2 separate regions of the Sus scrofa genome follow, and region 1 is linked to region 2. Evidence: chromatin contacts called from public HiChIP or PLAC-seq data. All regions are on one chromosome and are shown on one strand. Each heading gives the region's core, a stretch centred on a gene start, on an enhancer-like site or on the middle of the called end of the contact. The rest is flanking DNA. Distances are from core to core; before and after follow the strand shown.

Evidence for each region. HiChIP or PLAC-seq counts read pairs in DNA pulled down with a chosen protein or histone mark.
Region 1: an H3K27ac HiChIP or PLAC-seq map of skeletal muscle shows a contact between it and region 2. The contact joins the promoter of ABHD1 here to the promoter of TRIM54 in region 2. A contact is called at or near these places in 1 of 5 promoter capture datasets (fetal skeletal muscle), 4 of 47 Hi-C or Micro-C datasets (mesenteric adipose tissue, omental adipose tissue, retroperitoneal adipose tissue and 1 more) and 1 of 2 datasets of contacts at active chromatin or transcription factors (skeletal muscle).

The regions. Positions count from the first base shown.
Region 1 is chr3:112,000,083-112,003,850 of Sscrofa11.1, reverse strand. It overlaps ABHD1 (protein ABHD1), which reads left to right and starts at 1,724. Exons shown (of 9, transcript XM_005662672.3): 1 at 1,724-1,941. The coding sequence starts at 1,828.
Region 2 is chr3:111,850,791-111,854,619 of Sscrofa11.1, reverse strand. It overlaps TRIM54 (tripartite motif-containing protein 54), which reads left to right and starts at 2,152. Exons shown (of 9, transcript NM_001244359.1): 1 at 2,152-2,396. The coding sequence starts at 2,229. DNAJC5G (dnaJ homolog subfamily C member 5G) reads left to right here. Exons shown (of 6, transcript XM_021087695.1): 6 at 93-1,041.

The DNA of each region.
Region 1 (3,768 bases), core at 475-2,974, 150 kb before region 2:
AGCTTTCCTCCACGTTTAGGATAAATTCTAACATCCTTTATGCGGCTGCCCACAACCTGGTTCTTGACCACCTCATATGCCCTAGAAACACCAAATTTCTTTCTCTCGCATCCAGGATTTGGTTGTGCTGTTCCCTCTCCTGGAACAGCTATGCTCTCCCTTCCTCCACCTTGCTGTGGAAACTCCTAGGGATATTTTTGATTTCATCTTAAATGTCTTGTCATTTAACATCTGGAAAAACTTTCTCAGGAGTTCCTGTTGTAGCTCAGTGGGTTATGAACCTGTCTAGTATCCATGAAGATGTGGGTTCAATCCCTGACCTTGCTCAGTGGGTTGAGGATCCCGCGTTGCCATGGGCTTCAGTGAAGGTTGCAGACAAGGCTTGGATCTGGTGTTGCTGTGGCTGTGGCCAGCAGCTGCAGCTCCAAATCAACCCCCTGGCCCTGTGAACTTCCATATGCTGCAGGTATGGCCCTAAAAAGAAAAAAAGAAAAAAGAAAAAAAAAAAAAAAAGGTGTGATCTTGTAGTGGTTAGCACCCTGCATTGTGGAAAAGCTTCTACTGACCCATGAGGCCTGGACACACTCCCCAGGGCTCTCAGTGCAGCTAGTACTTCCTTTAGCATCATGCTCTATTCCAGGGGTTCAACCCTGATTACACATTTGAGTTTTCCAGAGAGTTTGTGTTTTTTGTTTTTGTTTTTCTGTCTTTTTGTCTTTAGGGCCACACCTGCGGCATATGGAAGTTCCCACGCTAGGGGTCTAATCGGAGCTGTAGCTGCTGGCCACAGCCACAGTCATGCCAGATCCCAGTCAGGTCTGCGACCTACACCACAGCTCACAGCAACGCTGGATCCTTAACCCACTGAGCGAGGCCAGGGATCCAACGCGCAACCTCAAGATTCCTAGTCGGATTGATTTCCCTGCACCATGATGGGAACTCCCCAGAGAGCTTTTAAATGATATTAATAGCCAGGTGCCTCTCCAGACCAACTATGTGGTGGGGGGAGGTGCAGGGTGGCTGGGCACTCGTAGTTTTAAAAACTCACAGACATTCCAATCTTGAGTCAAGGTTGAGAGCCACTGCTCTAGTAGGTTACTTACCTGTTTCCGTATCCCAGTGAAGACAGGAACAGCATCCCAAGTGCCTGGTACAGAGTGGCTGATGAGCAAGTATCTGTTGTACTCGTGACAGGGATTCTAGGAGCCATCCTGGAGTGACACTCTAAGAGTGACTTTAACCTATGTGTGTGTGACTCTGTGCGGAATGCTTCTCACTCAGTAGCTGAAACCTACTGAGTATCACAGTACGTGTCACAGTGTGAATGACTGTGTCCAGTGCGTGAGGACCACTGTGAGTGGCTGAACACTGTGGGCCTGGAGGGGCGTCACTGTGTGAGTGGCTGTGTCCTGTGTGTGACCGAGGGGCTGGGGGCCTCTGGCCAGGCTGCCTGACTCTCCGCGCCGGGGCGGGCTTGGAGGAAAGAGGGGGCTGCTGCCCCTCACCAAGATGGCGGCTGTGGGGGAGCCCGCTGGGCCCTACGAGAGGCTGCAGCGCCGGCGACCTCGACGCGGAAGCCGGAGGCGCAAAGGCACGAGACCCCGGCCGCAGGCTGGGAGGCCGCTCGCAAGTCGCTACGATCTGCCCGGCGCAGGGGCCTGGGGCAGCCCGCCACCGCCGGGACGCCCTAGCGCCGCCCCTCACCACGCCCGACGCCGGGTACGCGGTGGGCGGGGCCCGGATCCCCGCGAGCACCTGCAGGCTGACTAATCGAAATTCAGACGCTGGAGCGAGTCAAGAACCTGGCAGGCGAAATCCAGCAACGAGATGCTGAGCTCTTCCCTGAACCCACAGAATAACAGCTGGACAGAGCTCTTCTCTCTGCTTTTGGGTCTTGGCGCTGTCCTCTACTTGGGCTACTACTGGACATGGGTGCCCCAGGTAGGTGCGGGTCCAGAGCTCTCGCCGGTGGGTTTGGATTATTCGAGTCTAGCGGTCAGCTTCCAGCAAGGGGCTCAAGCCCTTTGTAGGAGGTGGCTTGGTTGAGTCATCCGGCCTCAGGTGAAACTGGACGCCCCAACCCCACGACTACTCCTGCCCCGTGCTCCAGCCAGGCTCTGCTTTGCAATTATCACCTAATGGAGAGTTGGTTCTTTGCCTGCTTAGATTCTCTGTGTACGTCCCATGTCAGCTGGGCCTTTCAGGCATCGGAGGGATGCTACTGCCTCTGATGCGGACAAACACTTGCAGAAAGGCGGGGTGGAAGGCATCCTCAAAGTGTCCGGGAGTTACGCACATTTACTTTTCTTTTTAGCCAGTCTAGCTGAGTTTCTCATTAGTTGCACTGAATGAAGGAACCGGTCTGTGGGGTTGTGTTTAACTCCCAGCATCACTCCATCAGCTTAGTAGGACCTCACCTCTCTTAAGGACTGGCAGAGGTTCCCTGCCTAGCTCAGGACCAATGGATAATCCTGATTGACCTTGCTCACGCAGTCCTGTTTTAAGTTCTAGGCTTTCCGCATATAGCGCAATAGGGAAATCTGAAGAAGACAATTTTGATGAACTTGGAGATTTTATTCTCACTGAAATTTACATAAAAGATATAATTTAGGAGTTCCCCTGTGGTGCAGCAGGTTAAAGATCCCACATTGTCACTGCAGTGGCTTGGGTCGCTGCTGTGGTGTGGGTTTGATCCTTGGCCTGGGAACTTCCACATGCCACAGGCATGACCAAACAAACAAAATCTATAAAATACGTAATTTACATATCCAGAAAAATCTAAATCTTAATTTTATTAAACTCAGTTCTAGGTAGCTAAGTCTAATAAGAAACTATTGAATCAAGCCCTTAAAAAGATGCATAAGGAAATTTAATGTTACCTAAACTTTTCTGTATTTTCAGAGCTTTATACATCCTGTATATTGTTTATAAAATACACCTCCCTTAATAAAACAATTTTAAAAATCCAAACATCACAATACCCTGTAAATCTTATTTGTGTGATTTGGAAAGTCAGTCATTTCAGAACAGAGCTGTCATTAACATTTTCCTTTGCTTGCAGTCAGCCACACAGAGGTCAGAGACCTCTGCCACTTCACACTCCAAAGCCTTCCTTGATTTTCAAATACTGGTTAAAATGCAGGGAAAGTATCATTCTGGGTGCTCTGAGGACATGCAGCTTGAATTGTCCAGCATGGTAATGAATTGGTATTGATTCATCCACAGTGACTAATGGCATCTCACTAATTCTCAGGGATAAGTCAAGAAACACTTCACTAGAGTTATAATGAAACTAATCCACATAAATCTGTGATTCAATTTATTAGCACCTTTTTCTGCGCTACTGAGCTGTTTGACCAAAGATGTAATTAATGGAGAACTCAAAATCTTGGCAACTATGAGTTACCCAAATGAGTCAGATAGACTTGGGTTTCAATCCCAGCTCCACCACTAACTAGCTCTTTCACTCTGTGACCTTGGACAACTTACTCAACATTCAATATTCAAACACCTTCCCGCAAGGGCATCATGGCCCCTCTCTTAAAGAGCTGTTGTCAAAGTCACAGGATGTCATTATGTAAAATGCTTAGCACAATGCCTGGCACATAAGGAGCACTCAATATATCTTACTAGTATGAGTGGGAATATCATAATTATTCCACTTTGATGTTTCCTTACTGTGTCACTTTGGGCAAATGACTTGACCTCTGTCTTAGTTTCACCTACAGTAAGGTTGGGTTTGGCCTAGTGCCAGCAGATAACATACAA
Region 2 (3,829 bases), core at 903-3,402:
CCATATGCTATGGGACAACCGAAAAAAGGAAAAACAAATTCCGGGTGATCATTCTTTCTCATTAATAAGATTCCAACGCCTTCTGCCCCTAGGTGCTAACCCAGCAAGGGTGCCCTTTGCTGCTCAGTCAGCTGGACTCGGTGAAGAGAGGAGCAAGTAGCCCTGTCCTGACATTGCCCCTGATTTGCTCTTCTTGTAAAAAAATCCCATCTTCGGATGGCATCCATCCCAGTGAGGATGCTGCCTTCTTCTTGATGGGATCACGGCCCCTGGCCCTGCATGGTGGCCCAGATCCTCTCCTTTTTAGCTCCAGCCCTGATTTTCATCTTTTAGAGTGGCCCTCCTATCCCTGTCCTTACAAGGTCCTGGGCAGTGGTGATAGTCCTTTCCAGAGCATGCTTTTTCCTGGGCCTTCCTTGGGATTTGAGCCAGTGTCAGCTGCTCCATCAGCCGCTTGCCACATCTCCATCAAGATCCTGATAACCAAGGCGGGTGGATGCCGTCCCAGAGCTGCTGTACCAGCTAATCCTCCTTTGTTGCAACTCTGTGTACCACGAACTCTTAGAGTCCTTCCTAAGTGCATACACCCTGCTGGGGGCCGGTCTCACCTTCGTCTGGTGCCAACGCATGTGGCATTACCTCCGGATCCTCCCTGGACTGCAGCTGCCAGCAAAGCACCTTAGCCTGGGGCCTGTGGGATGACTGAGGTTCACACATCTGGGCCTGCCTACCTCCAGCCTTTGTAGGCTGATCACTGTATGTTTTGGTCTTGAAACAGGGGCACGAACTGGGTGACAGGGTCAAGAGCCACCTTTGACAGACCCTTTCGCCACGCGTGCCTCCTCGTCACACCATTTTGCATCCAGGCAGGGTCAGGGCCTAGTAACTCCTCCAACGTCTCTCGCTGGCCTGGGAGACGGGCTAAGGCACGTCTGTGAATAAAAGAGCTTTTGTCCAATCCCAGCGCCTGTGTTGGGTCCCCCAAAGACAGATGGTACCTGGGATGGAGAAGAAGGAGGCGGGGAAGGTAGAGGAGCGGGAAGCCGGCGTCCAGGGAACCTGCCGAGCCGGGACAGAGGCTTCGGCTTCCCAGAACACTGTGCTCATGACTTTGTCAGTGTTCTAACATTTCCCTGGAGACTGATTCCTCTGGTGCCCAAAATAGGTCCCTGGCATCCAGGTCCTTTCTGTCCAGTCCAGCTTCTCTCGATTTCCTAACAAATTTAAAGTCCTTGGAGTGGCTCCAGGGATGGGTTCATGGACCAGAACCCACACGCTCTCGGAGCATGCACACAAGGTCCTTCTAGGCTCTGGCGCACCTGTCAGCTCCAGCCTCCTGGGCTTCTTTTTCTAGGGGATATAAGAAAAGTCTGGGCGAGAACAAAAATGGACCATAAGTGTTGGGCCAGAGCCTCTCTCTTTATCTCTGGTGCCTTTCTTCTGAGTCATGGGGTTCAGAGGAAGAGGCCAAGGTCACTGGCTAAGCCTCGGAGGCAGAAACCTTCACCGACAGGCTGGAGGTCTGGCAAGATCTTTCTTCCCACCCTCCGCCATGTGTGGTGGCTCTCATACCACCTGATTCAGATTCTGTGTCACTGCCCTGGAAAGGGGGCCTGGGCCAGAGCTCAGGCGTCAGGGGCTCACAGGAGCCCTCCGAGGGAGAGCACCTTGTGGTCCCACCTTCCACCATGAGCAGTGACGCCACCCCTGCTCTTGCTCAAGGGCGTCACCCATTCCTGAGTGAGTCAGGGTCACTCACTCGGTGACAGCTGTGGCTCGCCTTACATGAGCTAAATCGGGAGTTGGAATGTCACACAGAGCTGCCCCTCATTCCCCACCCCCACGTTAAAATTAATCTCCTCTCTGGGGAGCGAGAGACAAACAGTGCTGCCCATAGAGTGGACAAGAGTCGTCTGGAAAACAAAAGGAGAAATTTCCAGGGACAGAGTCCTTCAGGGACGGAGGGCTAGGAAACGCTGCATGTGCCTGGCTGGGGTTCAGAGCAGAGACTAAGGAGAGACAGAGAAGCATCTGCAAACAGCTATCTAAGGACGAGAGAAATTGTTAGAGGAAGGGACGATAGAGAGAGCAGAGCTATTTCAGGACTGAGCAGCAGAAGGGAGCCGAAGAGTCCGCAGATTGTCTGAAGTTAGCGAGGAAGGGTCCAGAGGCAGTGAGGGAAGGCCAGGACCAGGGCCAAGGCCAAGGCAGGCACGATCGCCGAGGGGATGAACTTCACAGTGGGTTTCAAGCCGCTGCTGGGGGATGCACACAGCATGGACAACCTGGAGAAGCAGCTCATCTGCCCCATCTGCCTGGAGATGTTCTCCAAACCAGTGGTGATCCTGCCCTGCCAGCACAACCTCTGCCGCAAGTGTGCCAACGATGTCTTCCAGGTGGGCCGGGGCAGGGGCAGAGTGGGGTAAGGCGTGCAGGCTTGTGGGCGACTTCTCATCCGGGCAGCACTGAGGCCCCAGGAGGTGACGGGCGGAGTGCTCTCTGAGGTGGGTGGTGGCTGTCCCAGCGGAAGAGGAGAAGAAGAGCCGGGGGTCCTAGCAGCTCCCAAAGTAAGCATGAGTCAGCAGCCGCTCTGCAGGCTGGCAAGTCTAGCCTGTGCGTGGACAGCCACTGGAATTCTGGGCTCTGCAGAGGAAAGGGGACCCCCGCAGGAACTGGAAAGAGAGTGATTCTACACCAGGCTGTAAGACGGTCTGTGCTAGACTCTGCATTCCAGTTGGGAGTTTGAGATGTTGAGAATGATATGGGAAATCTGGAGAAAATAGCAATGAGATAATGAACATTAAAAAATAAGCCCTGTGGAGCTCCTGCTGCGGTGCATTGGGAGTGGTGGCGTCCTGGGACCACTGGGATGTGGGTTCAATCCCCGGCCTGGCACAGTGGGTTAAGGATGCTGTGTGGCCTCAACTGCAGCTTAGGTCGAGGCGGCGGCTCAGATCTGATCCCTGGCCCGGGACCTTCATATGTCATGGGGCGGCCAAAAATGAAAAAAAGCAAAAACCCCAAACCTGTGGGAAAGGTCCATGACAGCAGCGAAAGTATTTGTATTTAAGGCAAGACTGAATGCATCCATCTTTGGGGGCAGAGTTAGACTGTGGGCAGCAGCCTGGGAATTCTCCCCAAGTGAAGTTCACTCATGTCCCTCTCTACAGGGGTCAGATGAGGGGCTGCTGCTTCAAAGGGAATGAGGTCATTTAAGCAGGGAGAAGGCAGAGAAGACATTTTGCTTCCCCAGAATGTAACCAGTTTGGGTTTACGTGTGGTTGTGGAGCAAGGCATAGTTCATCACATTCACAGATAATCATTTGAGCTCCTGGTTTCAAAAATGAAAGCAGCATATATCAGAATGGTTTAGATAAATGGGCTTCCTCTCTTGCCCTGTGCCCCTGGTGTAGGTTCTAGTGATGTATAAAATGGAACGGAGACCCCTAGCCTGGGAACCTCCATATGCCTCAGGTGCACCCCTAAAAAGACAAAAAAAAAAAAAAAAAGGAACAGAGATTAGGGAGAGTGAGGAATAAAGACACACACACACACACACACACACGTGTCTTTGCAAATGAAGTAAATACTCAGAATAAACCCGAGCTGGCTGATTTAGCAGGCATGGCAGCGGTAAGGAACATCCTGCAGGCTATTCTTCATCTGTATCAGAAATTGTGAGGAAATGCGTTGAACACAATGACTTTTAACCAAGAAAATGCTTCCCTTTTAAGTTTTTTGTTTGTTTTTTGTTTTTGCCTTTTGTCTTTTTAGGGCCACACCCTCGGCCTATGGAAGTTCCCAGGCTAGGGGTCAAATTGGAGCTACA